2 separate regions of the Mus musculus genome follow, and region 2 is linked to region 1. Evidence: chromatin contacts called from public Hi-C data. All regions are on one chromosome and are shown on one strand. The core of a region is the stretch at or near the end of the contact, and the rest is flanking DNA. Distances in the headings are between cores, read along the strand shown.

The links. Hi-C and Micro-C count contacts between places; a contact is called where the count stands out from the background.
Region 2: a contact with region 1 is called in a Hi-C map of embryonic cerebral cortex, with 5 times the contacts expected there. The contact joins the promoter of Efna5 here to the promoter of Nudt12 in region 1. A contact is called at or near these places in 1 of 39 promoter capture datasets (cranial neural crest) and 1 of 484 Hi-C or Micro-C datasets (embryonic cerebral cortex).

The regions. Positions count from the first base shown.
Region 1 is chr17:59,010,511-59,016,374 of GRCm38.p6, forward strand. Nudt12 (nudix (nucleoside diphosphate linked moiety X)-type motif 12) reads right to left here and starts at 2,812. Exons shown (of 7, transcript NM_026497.3): 1 at 2,708-2,812; 2 at 533-744. The coding sequence starts at 738. All of the region lies in intron 1 of Nudt12os (nudix (nucleoside diphosphate linked moiety X)-type motif 12, opposite strand), which reads left to right.
Region 2 is chr17:62,879,140-62,884,296 of GRCm38.p6, forward strand. It overlaps Efna5 (ephrin A5), which reads right to left and starts at 2,178. Exons shown (of 5, transcript NM_207654.2): 1 at 1,867-2,178. The coding sequence starts at 1,991.

The DNA of each region.
Region 1 (5,864 bases), core at 1,562-4,061:
ATATACACATAGCCCCATTATTTATTTTTTTCCCTTTTTTGTCACTTGGTTCATAGTTCACTACTGAAAGTTAAAAGAATCCTGTAACAATGGTAAGAAATAGAAGATTAATGATAGTACACTTTTAAATAAGATGAAAAAGTATCTCTCTGTGTCACAAAGAAATGCAAACATTCTATATTATGGTATAATGAGATGCATATTGTTTATTTAAAAGAGGGGAATTAAACTCTCCCTGGGCATTGTTTTCAACAAAGTACCAAGGGTTAACATCTCAAATAAGAAAGTTGTCTCTTAAATGTAGCTTAGAGTTAGAGAACTTGCCTGATAGGCACAAGGCCTTGGGCTTACTTAATCCCTAACACTGACAAAAAACAAAAAAATTGCTTTAGTGACAAATCAGGCCCCCTTTCATATAATAAACTGGACAGTGAGCTATTTCCTAGCCCACTGATATAAATATGTCTACAGGAAACTGTGAAAAGACAAGATCCCAGATGTATCTTAGGTAGTACAGGTCCAAGATGTTTACCCTTTCTCAAGCAGAAACTGGACCACATCGGGATGCCCGTTCCTGGCGGCGTACATTAAAGCAGTCCATCCATTTTCAGAAGTCTCATTGAGAAGAGATGGAGAATGGCTGAGTATTCCTGCTAACTTTGCGACATTTCCCTCTGCGGCTGAACTGTGGAGTTCAGAAATCATCTCCTTTTTGGGATTTCTTTTAACAGAAGACATTTCTTCCTTTAAAAAAAAAATGAGATAGAAGTGAGAAAGACCTTATTGACAATTGCTCTTCGCACGAATGGATGAACATTATTTAGATGCTGATCTTGGAAAGGCAGCATGTTTCCAAACCAGTACACCTGTCAAAAGATAATTCATAGTCAACTGCTACTGCAGTAGAGAAGGGGGACCGAGCCGGGGCACAGAGTGGAGGGGGTTAAAGCAGAGAGAATTAGAGGCCAATGCTTATGGAGATGGTAAGTAGTACTCTGATTCTATACTATGCTATAGATGTCATGCCTCAAAGAAATTATGGTTGCACAGTTATTGAAGAGCTTTTAAAGCTTCACGTAAAAAAAAAATTACTGGTTAACCTTAACATAATTAATTTTGTGATCCATATGGTACTGAGTTTTGTTCATTGTGTGAGGTAGACTAGGTCAGGATTTATTTTAATTCACGGATAATTCCTGACTCAGCACCTTTCTTGACATTATCTGTGTCTGGCGGCCCGGCCATCGTTGTCACGAATTAGATGACAAGGCACTTCTGTATCGAGTGTTGGATGAAGGTTCTGTTGGCCTCTCTATTGTCCTTGAGGCGCTTTTAAGAATTACTAATGTTGTTGTCTGCCCTGTCATGCTGTTTGGTTGTTAACAAAGCAAAGCCACGTTTCTTAATGAATGCTATGTAGTCCATAATTCTGCTAAAAACCAAACAAAAAACAGATAAAAAAATATTTTCTGTTTCAAGCGTTAACTTCAAAATATTCTTGTCTCTTAGTACTGCAGGTTCAACCCAGAGCCTTGTCTCCTGGATTTTGAAACAGCAATGTGGCTAGTCAAATCCACAGCCTAGTCTGCATAAAGTTCAGGAAAACAATGGATCCAAGATTAACTTTCTGATTTGGCATGCGCTTTCCTGTTTGTGTCTTCTGTTTAACAATAATTTAAAACTGCTTAAGGCAATCCAAGAAACCCGCTGGAAAAAATCGGTTCAACAATGAAATGAGGAGTAACCTCTACATATCTCAATTTACTTTCATTTAGTGTGTTTTACTTATTTCCCACTTTTATCATATTGAAATCTTAAAATTCTTTAAAATATTGTAGTCCCCGTTGCGATATTCCAGGGCTTTATTTAAAAGTCTCTTCCTAACTCCTTTTCTTTGGTTAGAGTTTCTCCAGCGAGGTTCACTTTTAACACCTCACTGTTCCCTGTTCAGAGGTCACGGTTTCAGAGGTCATGGTTAGTCCCTGACTGCTCTCACTGATCACCCTTCAGCATTGCACATCCAAACATGCTGCGTCATACAGCACCCCCAAGGCAATAGTTGTGCATAAAACATTCTCTGGACTACGAAGTGAAAGGATAAGCCCCTTTCTCTTTAGCTTTCCCAATATCAATACTACCTGTTAATCATTTATTGGCAGGTTCTGTGGAAGGTGAGAATGAGAAGGTAGTATAAACCGTCGCCCCTATTTTCCAAGGCTATTCGGAGAGGTCGGTAAGAAGAGACTTGGATTTTAAAGGAACTATATTTTAACCAAACCAACATCCATTTTTACTAATTACTGACTTCATGCCCAAGGGCTGCCCAGCATGGCTTCAGCAGGCTACAATAAGCCCTCATAGTGGACCTGCCAATTAGCCCACCCACCATTGTTTAAAATATTCCCCTCGCTGGGGCTGCCCAGACCGATTTAACCCATTACGTGCATCCCACGCAAGCACGGTCTCTCCCAATGGCCACATGCCTTGAAGAGTTATTTTTCTCCTATTGTAAGATTTCTCCTTTCAAGGAGGGACACCTCCGACGTAGTTTGTTTTACCCCATCCAAAACTTGGCTGGCAATTTTAGCAGCCACCTGCCTGCAGGCAGCCGCAGGTCTGAGTCCCGCGCCTGGGGGCACGGCAAGCCGGGAGGGACGCCCTGGACGACTCGTCCTCGAACATACCCGGGCCAACTAGCGCTACTAACCCAAGGGATTATGAAGGAAAGAAACCAGGATTGCGACGGAAGACTCCTCGGCAAACTTAGTTGTCAGTTTTCCCGGCGTTGGAGTCAGCCTTCCGGACTTCCGGCAGAGGGCCACTGCCCTCGCATACCTTTATGGGAGATGTAGTTTACAGGCCATCGCCAGGTCCAGGAGGCAGGTTAAAGTGCAGGTCGGGTAGGGGTGGGGACTGGACTTCCGGACTTCAGGTGCTGGGAAAGATCACTAATCCTTCCCCAAAATGGAAGTGTGTGGAACTAAATGCTGCCATTATGATAACGAGGTCTGTGATTTTTTTTTTTTTTTTTTTTTTTTTTTTACTATTTCTCATCCAGCTCCCCAACTTTCCTTCAGACAAAGTTCATAGTTCAAATACATAGTTCAGTGACATTGAGTTTTCTATAGTGTCATGAAAATGTTAACGTCTGATCACACATTAAATTAGGATCAGCCTCTACATACGATTTGATTGGTCTTTTTTATATTGAAGTTTTAAAGTAATTTAAAATATTAAAACAAAACTGTGATCTTTCAGGACTTTTTCTTCCAACCTGCCTTTTCTTAAATGACTTAGCTGCACAGTTTCTCCAGTGAAATTTACTTAGATTCACAAGTCACTTAGATATGTGGCCTTAAGCAGGTCTCTCATCTCTGAAAAAAGCCCCACTTCACATTTTATAAAATGCCACTATAGAGTCTGCCTACCCTATTAAGTAATCCATATAAAGGTATGTTTGGAGATTCCATAATCCCTCCTCCACTGTAGGGTTACAGAAGATGCGTGAAAAACTCTTGGGACTAGAGTTGATACCTACAACACAATATTCTTGCTTTTATCAATTTAGTTTCCTACGATTTCATTCTCCAAAGTCTACAGAAATTATGTGACTCTTGGAATAACTTGGTCTTTAGTGGTCTTCTAATCCCCAAACCAGGGAATGGTACTTGTCTGTCAGCAACAACTTCAGGAGTGTTTTAAGACTGGCCATTGCATTCTGTACCTTCCAGGTCCTTTCTCATACTGAGGTTGCATATATATGTTGACAGTGTAATGCTTGAACTGGGAATTGAACCCAGAGCCTCTTGAGTGCATGATAAATGTTGTATTATAGTCAACCTACTAGCCAATTATACTTCCATGACTGCTTCTCAAAGTTTGTGCTATGTTCCTTCCTGTGGGCAGTTGTGTTGATTGGAAAAGAAAGATTGGCCTTCACAGGGTCAATGCATTGGAGTACCTGATCCTCAGTTGGTAGAATTCCTTAGGAAGGATTAGGAGCAGTGGCTTTGTTGGACTAGGTGTGTTAATTGGGAGTGGGACTTGAAGTTCCAAAAGCCCATGCCGTTCCCCATTAGTGTCCTTTGTCCGGACACCTGCCTCCTACTTGCAGATAAGTCTGTGAGCCCTCAGCTATGGCTTCATCACCATACCTGTCTGTCTGCCTGTCACCACACTCTACCATGATGCTCATGGGTCTCTCTGCTGAAGCTGTAAGCTTCCCCCATCAACCCTTCATTTATTTGTCCTCAGCATGGTGTTTTGTCACTGCAGTAGAGAAGTAAGTAAAGCAGAAATAATTACCAGACACATCAGAGATATGGCTACTAGATATTTCCCAAACTCACACTTTATTCTCCCTGCTCCACCTTATTTTGGGGACAGCATCTTTCTTGTAGTGCTAGCAGGAGCCTTGCTCCTCGACTAGGGCCACCCTTTAGGCTCCCCTGTAGGTCCCACTCTCAGTTCCTTTACTGGATCCATGGATATAGGCCTTGAAGATACCCTAAGTGGCTGTTCCAAACTTCAGGAAAATACAAGCATATCCTAATTTCAACATTATCATGGGGGATGGGCCTAGCCACTTTTCCTTCATAGGTTTCTCTCTTGACCTTTAACAACCAGTGTTGTTTGCAGCAGTGAGATCATCCTCTAAGATTTTTTTTAAAATAGTGTACACAAGACTTTGTTTAAACAATTGGTAAGGGTAGATAATTCTTCCCCTTTTATTCCCCTTAAATTATTGTTTGGAACATCCAAGGAATAGATCTTCAGTAGTTTGTCCCTTTGGGTTGTATGGAATGCCTGTGTCATGAACTATTTTGTGCAGGGTACAGAAGTTTTGAAATGCAGAAGAGGTAAAGCAGGAACATTATCTGTCTTGAGGGGCTGTGCACAGCCCAGCACTAGGTGCATTGCTTAACCATTTGTCTAGCCTGTTCTAAAGAGATGGGAAATTCCTCGCAGAAAAAAAGAGGCATTTTGATGGTATGGAAAACTCATGACTGTCATGAGCTTGTATTATGGTGGGGTGCATAGTAGCAGGGAAATAGAATAAGGACCTCAAGACCATGGCATTGTCTTGAATATTACTGTTGGCAGAGTTGTCAAGGAGATATGAGTGTAATTTAATATGAGCAACATAGTGAGAACTCTGGTGGTATTGCAATATTTCCCAAGTCCTATGGAAAAGATGGTACCACTGTTCATCCTAACCAATATAGACTGTCTCCAAGGCTTACATTACTTCTGTTACATAGGTTCAGTCACTGTAATTATTGATAGGGCAAAAGGCAACATTCTCTAAAATGGTGTAAGCTGCAAAGAGTTGTGCTCATTGAGCTTAGGTGTGGGATGTGCATTGTCCTTTAGGACCCAATGAAGAGTGCTGAGCAACTACACAGTTGCCAGAAGTATAGACAGTGTTAGCTAAAGCAAGGGCTTGAGATCACAAGACATGAGTGGATGTGAAGTGCAGTATGTTACATAGTGGAAGATGAGAATCAAGCTGAGCAGGTTAATCAGTCAAAGGGTATTGCCAGGCAGTGGACTATTAGCAGAGTCAGTATTATTGTACCTAGCATTTCTAATGCATTTGTGTCCCTTTGATATAAAGTTTGCCACTACATCCTAGTAAGAGTTAAGTACCATGGAGGGAGAATGTCCCCAAATGCCCTGCTGTTGCAGAGTATCTCATTAAGGATCCCTGGCAATTCTAGGATTGCTAATGAAAGAGGAAAGGCAAGTCCTATCTCTGTACTTGACTATGGGACATAGCCACTTCCATTGCAGTTAGAGTCATCCGAGCCTTGGAACTAAGATGGTGTGGAGAAAAGGATTGGGCTTCTAAAGTTTGGAAAAGA
Region 2 (5,157 bases), core at 928-3,427, 3.9 Mb after region 1:
AATGTCCCAAATTCAAATAACTGGCTCTACCTTATTGGATAAATCATTTAAGTTTAAAAATACAAACTGATGTTCCATGCATGCTGCCCCAGTAAAGTCCAAAGGTGCCTACCCCAAGCAACGTAATTAGACTTGCTTTTAACACCATTGCAAATGGAAAGCTTGTTCTATTTGTCTTGTCAGCTTTAATAAAAGGCATATTCTCTGGCAGAGCGTCATCTCTTTCTCTTTTCCTAATAGTGGCTAGTGGCGTGTCAAAGAGGAAATAGCTTCCCATTCTAATTCCCACCCCCACGACACCCTTTTTATTAAAAAACGCAAACTTTCAAGGATGAGCTAGGCAAGCACTTTAGGCTACCTGGGTGTGACTGGGCCGGCCGGAGTAACAGGGTGGGGCGATTTCTCCCTAGGATGGGCAATCATGAGCGTTCCTGGAGAAATCAGCTCTTCATCCCAGCTGACCCTTGACAACCGGGAAAACCTCTGAATTCATAACAGAGGGAAAGCTGGAGGCGCTAGAAAGGGCTGGTGGGAAACTGAATTGTAGGCGTCCGCCGGCCCCCTCGCCTAGAGCTTTAGATGCGCCACAACCACAGGCTCAGTCCTCGGTCTCCCGCCTCTTTCCTCACAACTTCCACTTCAGCCCAGAGAAAAACCTGTGATCCTAGGTACAAGCGACACTGCCTCCCTCCCAGAACAACACACCAATACTACCAGCCCACAGCTGAAAGCAGAGCGATGTGGGCCCAGCGGGACCGACTGCTGGGTCCAGATCCGGGAGAAAGTAAGGTTTGGGAGCAGCCCGGACCAGAAAGGGTCTGCCTGGTGCTGTGGACGACCCTCCTCCCCTCTCCGGGGTCCAGGATCGCAGGGTGGCTGCGGCAAGCTAGGGCCCAGAGCGTGCGCTAAGGAAGTCCCCGGCGCCCGCTTCCAGCCTCCCGCCAAGCCCGCAGGCTTTGGGGTCGCCTAGACGCTGTCGCAGGTAACCACGCGCGTCCCTCCAGCTGCACAGCGCCAGGCCCCGGGGCGAAGGCTCCCACCTTCCGGCTTGCCAACTCCAGCGGCTCGCTCTGCACTCGTGACGTAACCCGGCATTCGATCAAACTTTCTGGCACCTTAAGCCCACTGGGGGGGAAAGGAGGGTGCCCGAGCTGGGAGAATCCTTTCCAGGGCCAAGCGCGATGGGCCTAGACCGACTTGGCGGTGTGTGTGTGGGGGGGGGGGGGGTCACCTAACAGTTATCTCGCAGTTAAAAAGAACATTAAACCCTAAAGCTTCCGCTTTCCACTCACCCATCCCTCCAACCCCCCTTTGCTTCCCTCTAACCGGTACGCGCTCTCTCTATGCGCGCAAGGAGGTAAAAGAAGGCATTATGTTTAAGTAAAAATTTTAAAATTAAAAAAAAAAGAAAACTTTGATGCTATCTATCAGGATCCCGGCCTCAGCCCCGCGCCCCCCAGGCTCCAGGGAGGACCTCTTGGCAGTACGCACCCGAGGCTACCAGCACCCAAGCTCTAAGCCGGGATCCGGAGGTGCGGGCCAATCTCCCCGACTGGGAAGCGATGGCCCGGGTCCGGGGCTCCCGCCCATTCCCGTGTCTTCCCCGCACCCGGTCGGAGGCAGCGGCTCCGCGCAGCCCTGGGGATTGCTAGCAGCCGCCGGCCCTGCCGCCCTGGCTTAACAAAGAGCGGCGCGGAGCGAGCGCTTCCCGCCGGCGCCGGGCGGCCAGCGGCGTCTGGCGACGCAGGCTCCGAGGGCGCGCGCTGCCTGCGGCTGGTGCGCGCCGCTCCCGGCCGCCGTGTCCCCTGCTCCCGGCCCAGGCCCGCGGAGCCCGAGCTTTTGGCGCCCCCGCCCCGGCCACCTTACCTGGGGTTGCTGCTGTTCCAGTAGACGGCGTAGCGGTCGGCGACGACTTTGGAGCCCGGGTCCTGGCTGAACACACACATCCAGAGCACCAGAAAGAGCAGCGTCAACATCTCCACGTGCAACATCACGCCTAGCCAGCGGCGGAGCCCCCGACGCGCCACTCCGGGGAGAGATCGGGGATCCAGGGGGAGGGAGGGAGAGGGGCAGACGAAGAGAGCGGACGCCAAATAAATAGGAATAAATACGATGAAGGGGCGAGAGGCGCGCGGCGAGCGCGGGAGGAAGAGGAAGAGGAGAGAGAGAAGAAGGAGGCAGTGGCTGGGGCGGGGGGACAAACTCGCACCCCCACTGAAGGGCTCGGGAGGGGAGAAGAATCACAAGACGGAGAGACGCGTGCGTGTGTGCGGTGGCGGCGGCGAGGGCGGGGGTAGGGGTGCGGAGCTGTGTCTCGGGCGGCGGCTGCAAGCCGGTCACCCCGGGAGAGGGAGGTGCGTGCGGGGCCGGGCGGCGGCAGCGCGGGTCGGGGCAGGCGGCGGCGCGCGCTGCACAGTCACGGGGAGTTGAGCGCCGCGGCTGCGGGGAGACATACACCGGCCCGCCGGGCCCGGCTCAGTGTCGGCGCCGCGGTCTGCACGGGCTTCCTCCGCCGCGCTGGGCCCTCACCGTGCGCCCCGCTTTGTTCCAAGTTACTTTGGCGGCCGGAGAGAAACTGCAGGAGGAGGGCGCTGTGTGGAGGGGGGCGGGGGGGGGGGCGTCCTCACACTGGTGTCCCCAGGAGGCTGGAAGCAGTCCGGAGCCTCCCTTCTGTGCCTTGGCCAGGCGACCCCCCGCAAGGCTCGCAGGAGTCCTGTGGACTGCGGTACCCGGAGGTGCGCAGAGAAGAGTGGCGATCTGGATCCGCAAGCCCGGCTCTGCCGGAGTCCTGGAACTGCCCAAAGCCGCAGCCGAGCGCTCAGGCGAGGAGAGGAGGAGCGGGTCTTGCTTCGGAAAAGGCTCCAAGAAAAGTTTGGCTCTTCACGTCTTCCAGCAGGTCCCCAAAGGAGTCCGACCGCAGAGGCAGAGCGAGATGGCACCCCCGGGCGCTGGCTGAGTCGGGGATTTCTCCTGCTAGCTTGTCTTGGCCGGGTGTGGGTGCCGCGGAGTGAATGAAGAGCAGAGGTTGTGAACCAGCCAGCCAGGCGGGGCCGGGATGCCCAAACCTGCAGGGCGACGCCAAGCCAACTGCCGGGCTGAGAAGCGAGAGGGGAAACAATCACTTTCGGATGGAGCCCTCCAAGTCCGGGATGGGCTGATGACAGTCTCCGTTCGCCTTCCGGGAGAGAGGCTGAACCCCCGCACGGCGTGCCCAGAGCCCCGGGGGGGAGCTCTCAGAAGTGTCCCTGGGACTCGGACCTCTCCGGCCCCAACCCCAGCAACTTGTAGAGATTCATCAATCAGTTTGAAACCGGGAGGGAAAAAGGGAGAGGGAGCACACGCGAGCTGCTGGCACCTCCCCGATGACTACATCAGAAAACCTTCCCGATCCGGAGCTGCCTCCTCCTTCCCTCCTTAGGCACAGCAGTAACGAGAGGTGAAAGCCACCGACCGAATCCTAAAACCTCTGCCCAGGCGGGAAAATAAACTTGAGTGCAGCGGCGCGAGCAGCCTGGAGAGGTTGGGAAGACTGGCGAGAAGTAGAAAGGAGGGGAAAAGTCAGTTTTGCAAAAGAGGAGGGAAAAAAAAAAAAAAAGAAAAGGAGAGAAAAAATGCTTTATGGGAAAAAAAATCTCCTCGGGCACGCCCCCTCGTTAATGACCTGCGTGTAAAGCCGACTGCCGCGGCGGCCCAGGCGGCAGCAGCCTCGGCACCACGCGAGCCCGCGCGCGTGGACGTGGACGTGGGCCAGCGGGAGGGGGGCTCCGCCCGGGCGTGTTGCGCGGGGCGCTGGGTTGGCAGGCGGCGCGAGCGTGGGGGGTGAGCTCCGGACCGAGCAGGGGGAGGCGCCGCCGGCGCTGCTGCCTCCGCGGCCCAGGTCATGTGGGCTGCTCCCCTCCCCACTCCCCCTCCCTCCATGCAGTTTACTTGGAGGGTGGGGGGTGATTGGAGTAACCAGTCAGGGAGAGGCCTGCTGTTTGCTTACAGATCGGTTTTTTTTTTTTTCCCCTCTCTTTTCTCTAACCGGATTGGTTTGCTCCGGGAGAAAGAGGCGTTTTCCTCATCTCCTCCCTCCCCACGCCTCCACCCCCACCCCCGCCCCACCTTCCTGAAACCTGACTAATTGAATTACTGAGAGTGCCGAGGCACCCTCTCCGCGGCCCAGCCCGGCAGCACGAGTAACCCTTTGGTTGCTGAAGTGCGTCTGGACTCAGAGTGATTTGGCATCTTTTTTTTTTTTTTTTTTTTTTTTTTTACTTGGGAGTAGGGTCTTTCGATTGAAAAGAAACTGGCTCCCACTCCAAAAGGGGAGCCGAAAATTGCTTCGGGGACCGCTCAGGTGACGTGAAGTCTGCGCTGACTGGCTAGGGCAGCCCTAAGTAAATCGGAGTTCGTGTAAACCTCCGCTCGGTTCTTCACGCCGCACACGCCGCGCAGGGTCATCTGGAAATCTGAGCATCTCTCTTGTGCCTTTCAACCCTCTCTTTCTACCCGAGATTTAAAGGCTTGGGGGCAGGAAATGGGACTTTTCTTTAAAGTGATTCTCTGAAAGCAGGTTTTGAAAAGTCGGAGAAAAAAAAAATCTCAGTTTAAAGTGATTACAATTCAGGGTGAACCTTCAGCTGGAAGGAGAAAAACGCAGCGCGCGAGCCCGTCAGTACTTTACACCTTTTCCACGCGGATCCTGGGGCTGGTTCGCTACGCACACGCACACCCCACATAAATATCTTGAACTAAACTCGGTTTGAGAAGAAAAGGGAGGGAAATAGTGAGAGGGAGGGAAAACGCCTTTATTGCTGAAAAAAGGCCGTGCATTCCTGGGCTGGTCAGGAGGTTGCAGGGCCCAGATCCTTTGAGGCCAGCTAAGCCGGATCTCCTGGGAGCGAGGAGTCCTGGCGCCTCGGGACGGGTCCCCTGTGGTCCTGCGCCCTGGCATCGAGCCCCATACCCGATGCTGCTGAGACCTGCATCCCAGACTTTTTATTTTGTTCTCTAGTGTATACAGCCTGGTAAGAAGGCCGAACCCAAAAAAGAAAGCCGTTTACCTTTCTTTCCATCCTCTCAACACTGCGTCTTTTCCCTTTTACATATTAGACGAATAAAATTAAATATCAAATTCTCCATCCTGCGTTTTCCAAAGCTCGGCCTGGGGTTTCC